2 separate regions of the Oryctolagus cuniculus genome follow, and region 1 is linked to region 2. Evidence: chromatin contacts called from public Hi-C data. All regions are on one chromosome and are shown on one strand. The core of a region is the stretch at or near the end of the contact, and the rest is flanking DNA. Distances in the headings are between cores, read along the strand shown. Region 1 overlaps SLF1 (SMC5-SMC6 complex localization factor 1). Region 2 holds the start of NR2F1 (nuclear receptor subfamily 2 group F member 1).

Region 1 (5,108 bases), core at 2,044-4,543, 1.1 Mb after region 2:
TTAAGCACTGGTTTTCCAAAAGAGCAATTTTATTGTGGGATGAGTTCTCTAATGTTAATTGGAAAGCAGAATGTGTATCTATATATTCATTTATTATCTATTTTTATATATATAATTTAAAGACTTTTATTTGAAATAATATAATGATTTTTTTCAAACATGAGGACATGTACCATAAAAAGTTTGCTCCTGAAAAACAAATAACCAGAATATATTAGCTGTATTATGGGTGAATCTTACTGGTGTAGGAACCTTAAGTTGACAGAATGAAATCTGCTTAGAAAGTATCCTATTGAAAAATATTTTACAGGCTTTAGCAGTAACTGTTTACTTCTCTTGTTTTCGGCAGACTTTTCTTCACAAGAATTAGAAATTTTCATATGCTCCTTTTCCTCCTCCTGGCTTCAGATGTTTGTTGCAGAGGCAGTGTTTAAGAAGCTGTGTTTGCAGAGTTCCATCAGTGTTTCCTCTGAACCCCTCTCTCTCCAGAAAATGGTAAGCACTATCATTCAATGCCTTTTAATGTCTAAGAACTGAGATCATACATTCAATTATAAAATATCTTCAGTGATTTCTAAAGAGTGGACAAAGCATATTAATTCATTTTCTACCTCAAAAATAATTAGTGAATAGAAACTTCAGTTACTTTTAAGAATAATTCAGGGGGCCTGACGCTGTGGTATGGTAGGCTGAGCCTCCTCCTGCAGTGCCAGCATCCCATATGGGCACCAGTTCGTGTCCTGGCTATTTCTCTTCCAATCCAACTCTCTGCTTATGGCCTGGGAAAGCAGTGAAGCTGACATGAGTGCTTGGGCCTCTGCACCCACGTGGGAGATCTGGAAGAAGCTTCTAGCTCCTGGCTTTGAACAGGCTCAGCTCCGTCCGTTCTGGCCATTTGGGGAGTGAACCAGCAAATGGAAGATCTCTCTATGTCTCTCCCTCTTTCTGTTTGTAACTCTGCCTCGCAAATAACAACCTTTAAAAATAAACAACCTTTAAAAAAGAAAAGTAATTCAGGGTTGGAAACAGCAAAATCATGTAAGAATCTTTGTTTCCTAATCATTTGCCACACAGTACACATGATTATTTTAGAAAGAACTAAATAAAAAAAGAAGTTCTACATGGAATTTAATGGTATTTATAAAGCAAAATTTGCAAACAGTGCTGTCTTATATGTATGTCTTATACATAGACAGACGTGAGGTACAGTTCTAAGGCTTTCCACTCTTATCTTGGCTGTCTTATTATTAGTATCTGATATCTCCAGCAGTTTCTGCAGCAGATGAGAAATATGTTTGTTTATTGGTCAGATTAGGCAAATTCTGTTTTGCAGTATCCTTTGCTTTTAAGGATGTTTTCATTACTTATTTTGTTCATTCTAGATTTATGTTCTGAAGAAAGGCAATATCAAAATGGAAATGACAAAATACCAGTTGTACATAAATTATAAATATAAAAAATATGCAAAATGAATCATAGTGGGACTAAGACTAATCAAAAGAACTTTCTTAAATGAGCATCAGCATTGAACTAAAAAAAAATATTTGCAGGAAGATATTTTTCTTTTTGTCCACATGGTATAGATTCAGTAACATGGAACTAGCTGCTTCCTTAATATTTTACCACATTCAAACAAGTTAGAATACCAACTATGGGATGAAACTGAGAAACTATAACCAAATTTAATAGTGAAATGAATCAAGCACTTTCTTTTTACTGATTTCTTTGTAGTTGAGAAGGCAATATAATATTATTTTGCAACAGGTATATTCCTATTTGCCAGCTTTGGGAAAAACTGGTGTTGTGCATGGAACTGGAAAGATGCAGATACCAAAGAAAACAGGACAGCGGCCTTGCCTTGAGTCTCAGAGAGCCCTGCTTATGTTGAATGGTGCTAAACAGAAGCAAATCGAAGGGCTTCCAGAGTTACCGTAAGTGATGCTGACGTTCCACTTGTGCTAGGTTTTGGAGTATAGTTTTTTTCCTGACACATTTCTTCAACTTTATGTTTACCTGTGGTACTGTCTGGAGTATACTGATTAGAAGAAAATTCAGTTTTAGACCCAAAATATACATAATTAACATTTTTTACTACTGTAATTCAAGGTGCATGCTGATTTTCTAAAAAGAGTCAATGTTTCCCAAAAGAAGTAAAACTGTTCATTTAGTTACTGTATTACATAATATTTTGCTCTATTATTTGAATTACTACTTTTCAATAATGTCTATGAGATTTCAGAATACATGGTAAATTGTTAGAATAATTTCACCCAAATGAGAATCCTCCTCTTAAAGTGTGCTATGTAGAAAGCTCGAATGTCCTATGAAAGGAAGAAAAAAATAAGTTCAGAACATGAAGACAGGAATGGGGCACAGAGGCCTGCTTTCTGATCTTAGTTTTCTGCTTTGTTTTCTCTGCTGAATATGGCTTACTTGGACTCTTATCTGTTTACCCCACATTCTATATTTATGAACTTTTCACAGGGCGGTTGGCTGTGTAAGTCTGATAAAATGAAATTCATACCTTAAACTTTGTTTCTATACAATTGACAGATTTTAAAATATATTTTTAATTATTTATTATACGTAATAATTTAATAATATCAAATAAGACTGAGTAAAAGCATTTAAATGAAACAGGAGATTTAAAAAAAAATGCCATCTAATGTATGCTGGTCTACCTTGCTGGAAAACAAGCTTTCCTTATTTCTTTCTTTACTTTCAGAGAGCGAAACCTTGCTAAATGTTCCTCATCATTAAAAAAAATGAAAAAGAAGTCAGAAGGAGAACTGTCATGTTCCAAGGAGAATTGCCCCTCTTTAGTTACAAAGATGAATTTTCACAAGACTAATCTAAAAGGTATTCCAAGTCTCTAAATTAATTTATGCTAAGAACTTTTCATGGTTGTAGTCAGTACTTGCAAATGTCATACACTTGCCCTGACGAACAGTTGAACTTAAATATTGGACTTGGTCCAGGACATACCTTCCTGGATAGCATATTATTTTCTTGAATTGTCATTTATACAAAGAATGTGATCGTTTAATATCTGGTAAATTGGAGTATTCCTCCCTTTCTTTTCTGTCCCTGCCTTTCCAAATACTAAACACTGTATAGCACTCATAGAGCTCGTTCCAGACTTGCCCGCCTTACTTTTCTATTCCACCTCAACCTGTGCTGCTTCCAGTCAGTGTCTTCTGATTTGAAAGTATAATTCTGTCTTCATCTCGTTCAGTCCTAGACATTCTGTGAACAAAGAATGAAGAGTAGGCTATGTTACATAGCTGTGTTAGGCATATGGGCTCTTTTCTTCCAGGCATTGAGCCCAGACTATGAAATGTGTTTGGCTTTTGGTTCTAACTATACTGGAACCCGAGCACCTAAACGATGGAATAACAAGAATACTGTTGTAATAATTCACTCTGGCACCTCTTTTACTTTGCCACCTCTTAACTTGAAAATATAAATTATCCTCCAAGAGGCTATACCTGGCCAAAATAAAATGCTGAGTCTCTCTTGTTTATGAGCTATATCATGCTTCTAATACAAATATTAACATCATGTAATCCCATGGAAAATCGCGATGGTGAAGCTCTTACCTTTCAACGTGATACAAGTTCATAAGTGTGCACAAAATCAAAATAACTGTCTATTTGGCTCAAAATATGAAAAATGTATTAGATGAGAATTCAGATATTAACTTCACAAATCAGTGTCCTTTTTCTTTGTTTTATTGTTGCACAAAATAAAATGAATATGAATGACTTTAGACTGAACAGCAGAAGGAACTGAGAGAGGAAGAGAACTGAGAAATAGAGAAAAACTTCAAAAGCTTTGCTATGCATGTAAAAGAAATGTTTTGGTAGAAGGTACAGAGATTATCTGTAAAAATGTGCTACTTAGTATTTTCTAGCGAGAAAAAAATTGATTCACTATTTCATCTTGGTTTTTAAGCAATCCCAGATTTTTTTTAAAATTCCCTTTACATCAAACTGTCACTCATCTTATTAATTTGGGTATAACAGAGATGGACATAGATAATTCTAGCCAGTAGGTACTAATTGCATCTCTCCTGGCAAAAACCTTACCATTTTATTTGTAACTTTTGTTCAGCTTTAAATGGTACGGGTGATTTTTTTTTTTCATAGAGAGAGAGAGATGGGGGGTGGGGGGAGTGTGTGTGTGTGTGTGTGTGTGTGGTGTGTTTATATTAAGATTCCTCCATTTCTCCCTCTCTGAGCTGCTGTAGCCAAGCCAGACAGCCTATTGAGAAGCAGCAAACCATCTGTTAATGGATTTGAAGTTCTGAATTATCCTTGAGTGTGTAGAGGCACTCGTGCTTAGCCAGAAACATTCATTTGAATTAAGCTATAAATGCAGTATAAAAAAGAGCCATACATTTAACGTAGGTTCATGAATAAATTTAAGAGAGGGCAATTGCACTCTAAACTTTTATTGCTCAAAACCCAGTATTTTTGGTGTGCTGTGATCATTTGGGGGTTTTATAGCAGTATTGAAGCTTTAAACCTTGAACTAGGGGGAGACAATGCCTGTATTAAACCTTTTGCCGTAGAATTTCACTACTGAATTGCTGATAAAACAGAAGCCCTGTGGAGTGGCGGGGTTCCCTTCCACCACTACCCTTCTTTTTTTAATGCAAGAAATGTTTAAACTAGTCAAAAGGAAAACTCAATAAATAATTTTCTGGCATGGGGCCAGATCTCTTAGTTCATGCCCTTTGATTATTTTCTTTAGTTGATATCTTGTCTTCTCTGGAATAATCTATTAATTTTTTATGGCAGGAGAAACAGCCCTGCATAGAGCTTGCATAAATAACCAAGTGGAGAAATTGATTCTTCTTCTCTCTTTGCCAGGAATAGACATCAATGTTAAAGGTAAGTTCTAAATCTTCATGATGTAATCCACTGTCTTAAAATTTGTGATATTAAATAGTTTTATGTCACATTAAGAGAAATAGTTTGAGTTAATTTTCCTAAGAAATCTTTAAAATATTGACATTAGCAAAATCAAGAAATGAATCATTCATATTATTTATAGCTAATGATACAGAACCATTTTTTGTGTCCATATTTTTATCATATCCAAAT
Region 2 (4,558 bases), core at 1,819-4,318:
CCCCTCTCTCTCCCCTTTTCCCCCTCTCCCTCTCTCCCCCCACCCCTTCCTTTTCAGTCCCTGCCCCTCCCCCCGCCCCTCCCCCTCTTTTGCTCTTTTGCTCTTTTCCTTTCCTTGGGACTCGGACTTGGCCGCACCGTCCGACCCCCACACCCACCCCCACCCCCTAATATCAGGACTCACTTTTTTATTAATTAATAATTATCGAACCATTGTTTGCAGTTGGGAAACAGCCTGGGGATTTAAAAAGAAAAAATAAATAAATAGAAAGATGAGCAAGAAGGTAGCACCGGCTGGATTGGAAAGTTTATTTTAAAATCATCCAGGGATTGCCTAGGAACCGCGGGTTCGTATCAAACGTGTGGTCAGCGCTGCAAATTTCAGGAGTGCGCTCTGTCCTAAAGCCTTCAAAAAAAAAAAAAGCCTTCAAACCCCGGAGATGCGCTGGGGCGCAGACATAGCCGAGACAGCGGGGAGACCCTACCTCGCGCCTCCGAAGGCTACCAGAGAGCAGCCTGCAGATTCGGATTGTGCCCCTAGTGAGAAGCCAATGCACACCGGGGGTGTCGCACGCACTGCCTTCCCCCTAACGCCTTTCCCCAGCCTGTCCCACGACACCCACTTCACGCTCACACAGCCTGATTTTTCAAACTTTTCGGGAGGAATCCAAATAACGCGGCTCTCACTCTCTCCCCGGCCCCGCCGGCAGGCAGACACCCCTCCTCCCGCTGCCGGGGCGCGGGTGCCCGCGAGCGCCGCGAGTGCGGGGTGCATGTGTGCGTGAGTGAGTGCGGAGAGGCCGCGGCCGCCCCTTGCTAATCAGGGCCCCGAGGACACAGCGGCGCGGGGCGCCCGGTCGGGAGTACCCCGCCGCCGTCGCCGCCGCCGCCCCCCGCCCCGCGCCCGCCGCGTCTGTAAGGTAGCGGGGCGGGAGCGGAGGAAGAAAGAAAGGGCCGCGCGCGGGGGAGGGCGCGCCAGCCAATGGCGCGCGGGAGGCTTGGCTAACCTTCGCCTCCCGCGCGCTCCCCCCGCCCCGGGCTCGGACCAGTCAGTCGCCTTTGATTATCAGTCGCCAGCAGCCCTTCTCCTGGCTCCTTGACACGAGCTCCATATAAGGCAGCGATCTCCATAGAAACGTGTCAGTTTCAATAGTAGTGTCAAAGTTCACTATATACAGACATTCGCGCAGATCCCCCTTTCGGAAACATTGCTCGGCGAGTCCTCCCGTTTAAACGCATTCAATTTTTGGGTCTCTCTCTCTCTCTCTCCCCCTCTCTCTCTCTCTCTCTCTCCTCTCTCTCTCTCCCCCCTCTCCCTCCTCTCCTCTCTCTCTCTCTCTGCTCTCTCTCCTCTCTGCTCTCTCCCTTTCTCTCTTCTTACATATTCTACTACTTGTTCCTTCTTCTTCTCCCTCTTTCTCCCCTTTTCTTCCCTCCTCCTCGTCTCTTTTACTCCATTCCAGCAGAAGAGCGAGGGCTAAACTTAAAAAAAAAAAAAAAAAGGAAAAAAGAAAAGAAAGAAAAGGAGGAGGAGGAGGCACTCCCTCCGTATTCTTCTTATCGTTATTTTATACATATATGATTTTTTTTGGAGGGAGGGTGTTGCTTCCCGGCTGAAGAGCACTTATTTAAAATACTAAAAAAAGAACATTTTTGGGCGATCTCCAGGGTTTTTTTAACTAGCTCTGTGTGTTATAGCAGAAGAGGCAGAAGAAGGAGCAAGAAAGAGGAAAAGAAGAGGATTATTTATTCGACCTACTTTGGATGTCTCTCTCGCTTTTTCTTTTTTTTTTTTTTTTCCTTTTTTTCTTTTTTAAATTTGTGATTATTTTTCTTCCGATTTTTATTTTTCCCCATCTCGCTGTGAATCCGTCGCCGGCGTGAATTATCCTGTATTTTCCTCCCCCTTTCCGTCACCTCCCGAAAAAAGAAGAAGAAGGCGAGAGCCCGGCGCCACCGGCACAACAAAAAGAGCAAAGTGTGCGATCCTCCGCGCCGGCCGCCTCCCGCTCTCCGGCGCTGCCTTCCTGAATGGCTGGCTGCGCCCGGCCCTGGACCTGGCCCCCCGACACCCGCGCGCCCTGATCGCCGCCCGCAGCCTCGCCCCGTGCTCGGCTCGGCTCACCCCGCTGCCCGCACCCCCGAGCCCGGCGAGGGCTCCCGCCCGGACAGCGGCGGCGGCGGCGGCGGCGGCGCGGGCCGCCCCGGCCTCGGCTCGCGCTCCGGCTGCGGCTGCGGCCCCGACTCCGGCTCGGACTCCGGCCGGGCCCCGGCTCCTCCAGCGGCGCTCGCCGCGGCAGCCGAGCCGGCAGCTCCAGCGGCGCCTGCAGCCGCGACCTCCTCCTCCTCCGCCGCCGCCGCCGCCGCCGCCGCCCTCGCCGGCTTCCTCTATGTCGGCTCAGCCCGCGCGCTGAGCTCAGCCCGGGCGGCCGGCGGGCGGGCGGGCGCCCGGCGCGGGTGAGCGAGTGTGTGCGCGAGTGTGCGCGTGTGTGTGTGTGTGTGTGCGCGGGGGTGCGGGCGAGGCGGAGGGCGAGTGTGTGCGCGCGCCGTGGCCCATGCCCGCCGCCCCCGGCGCTGCGCCCCGCGCCGCTCCCGGCTGCCGCCTGTGCCATTTCTGATTTTGCAACTTGGGGAAGAAGAAAAAAGCGAGAGAAGGGAGCCTGCTCGCCGGGGGGTGGGGAGGGGGGGGAAGGAGAGCGTGGCCCCCCCAGGATCGGAGCGCGGGGGGGAAGCGGGCGAGGGGAGCAGGGGTGTTGGGGGGGGAGCCTGAGAGCCTGGGGGGGCTGCAAAAAAGAGAGAAAGAAAACAGCAGGAACCACAACAAAACGCCAGCAGGGCGGGCGGGCGCGCGGCAGCAGCGGGGCGGCCGAGGCAGGAGCGGCGGCGGCGGCGGCGGCGGCGGCGGCGGAGGCAGCGGCCGGTGCCCGGCTCGGGCTCGGCTCCGGCGACCCCGGGGCGCCCGGCGGGCCCCCCGCCCCCTCCCCCTCCCCCCTTCCCCTTCCCCTTCCCCTCCCAGCGCGCCCGCGCGCCCCGCGGCCCTCGGCGAGCAGCTCGGCTCCCCCCAGCGCTCCCCGGGCCCAAAGATATGGCAATGGTAGTTAGCAGCTGGCGAGATCCGCAGGACGACGTGGCCGGGGGCAACCCCGGCGGCCCCAACCCCGCAGCGCAGGCGGCCCGCGGCGGCGGCGGCGGCGGCGGCGCCGGCGAGCAGCAGCAGCAGGCGGGCTCCGGTGCGCCGCACACGCCGCAGACCCCGGGCCAGCCCGGAGCGCCCGCCACCCCCGGCACGGCGGGGGACAAGGGCCAGGGCCCGCCCGGCTCGGGCCAGAGCCAGCAGCACATCGAGTGCGTGGTGTGCGGGGACAAGTCGAGCGGCAAGCACTACGGCCAATTCACCTGCGAGGGCTGCAAAAGTTTCTTCAAGAGGAGCGTCCGCAGGAACTTAACTTACACATGCCGTGCCAACAGGAACTGTCCCATCGACCAGCACCACCGCAACCAGTGCCAATACTGCCGCCTCAAGAAGTGCCTCAAAGTGGGCATGAGGCGGGAAGGTGAATATCTCCTCTCTGCCTCTCTCCCCGCGCCTCGCCCGCCTGCTCCTCCCCGCCCCGGCTCCCTTCCTCGCTCTCCCGCCGGCCGGGGCCCGGCCCGGCTTCCCCCCGTCCCCCCGCGCCGTCCCCCCGCCCTCCCCGGCTCGCAGCCGCTGCCTCCCCCTCCCGGCCTGCGCGGCTCTCCCCGGCTCCCCACCCCGCCCGCTGCCTGCTCTGCGCCGAGTCCCTGGATGGATCCCTCCCTCCCTGCGCCTCGGCTGTGCCCGCCGCGCGTCTCCTTCCCGCGTGTGCGTGAGGATGCTCGGGGCTGTGCTGGCATGAACTCGGGCAGGGCTGCTGGTCACCCCCCCCCCAAAACGCTGTGTGTGTGTTCGTGTGTGTGTGTGTGTGTGTGTGTTTCATTGCACTTTCCCCTTCCCCTCTTCATCGCCTTTATTTAAAACGGGGGAGGGCTGGGGGGCTGGAGGACTCCGAGCTGGAGATTCATTGCTGCCATCATCCTTTTGGAAGCCTAGCCTGGAAAAAGAGGAGTGAGATTTATGGCACTTGTAGGTCTAATTAGGGGGGAAGGGGGGCTTCTGGCCCCTCCACTGGTTCCCTGTCCTCCTCACCGAGCAGGGGCCGCCTCCTCCAGAGCCGTGGCCTTGTTTTCACCCCTCTACTTTGAAAGGAAAGTTTGTGACTGAGCCGTGCTTTCATAGTTGTGCATTTTTTTTAAAGCATGATCCTCGTTTTATTTCTTCATCAAACTCCACCCTCTGCTTAAATACTGCATACAAATTACAATTTACAACGGCATTTACCGATGCTTCTGATTTGGCCATAATGCATAGGCTGCAGCTGGCATGAGCTTCCACATCATTTAATCCCTGTGTTGTATGGGTTTGTGTTGGGTGTTTTTTTTTAATGCAACTTTTGATGTTGTATTTGGATATGGTTCATGTTCATGTGGCAAGAGATGCAGCACTTTTCTGATAAATATATTTAGCCGTGTACAGTTAAAGT

What was found. A called contact is a pair of places that touch in the nucleus more often than the background predicts.
Region 1: a Hi-C map of embryonic fibroblasts shows a contact between it and region 2, with 3 times the contacts expected there. The contact joins the enhancer-like site here to the promoter of NR2F1 in region 2. A contact is called at or near these places in 2 of 6 Hi-C or Micro-C datasets (ear pinna and embryonic fibroblasts).

Annotation. Positions count from the first base shown.
Region 1 is chr14:17,256,773-17,261,880 of mOryCun1.1, forward strand. SLF1 (SMC5-SMC6 complex localization factor 1) reads left to right here. Exons shown (of 22, transcript XM_017344601.3): 17 at 350-495; 18 at 1,765-1,931; 19 at 2,726-2,859; 20 at 4,803-4,895. Among named protein-coding and RNA genes, the nearest start is that of KIAA0825, 75 kb to the left of the region's middle. Within about 2 kb of position 3,294, at least 1 of the 8 cell types and tissues checked has an H3K27ac peak or open chromatin away from gene starts, as enhancers often do.
Region 2 is chr14:16,204,196-16,208,753 of mOryCun1.1, forward strand. It overlaps NR2F1 (nuclear receptor subfamily 2 group F member 1), which reads left to right and starts at 3,069. Exons shown (of 3, transcript XM_051854005.2): 1 at 3,069-3,553. The coding sequence starts at 3,085.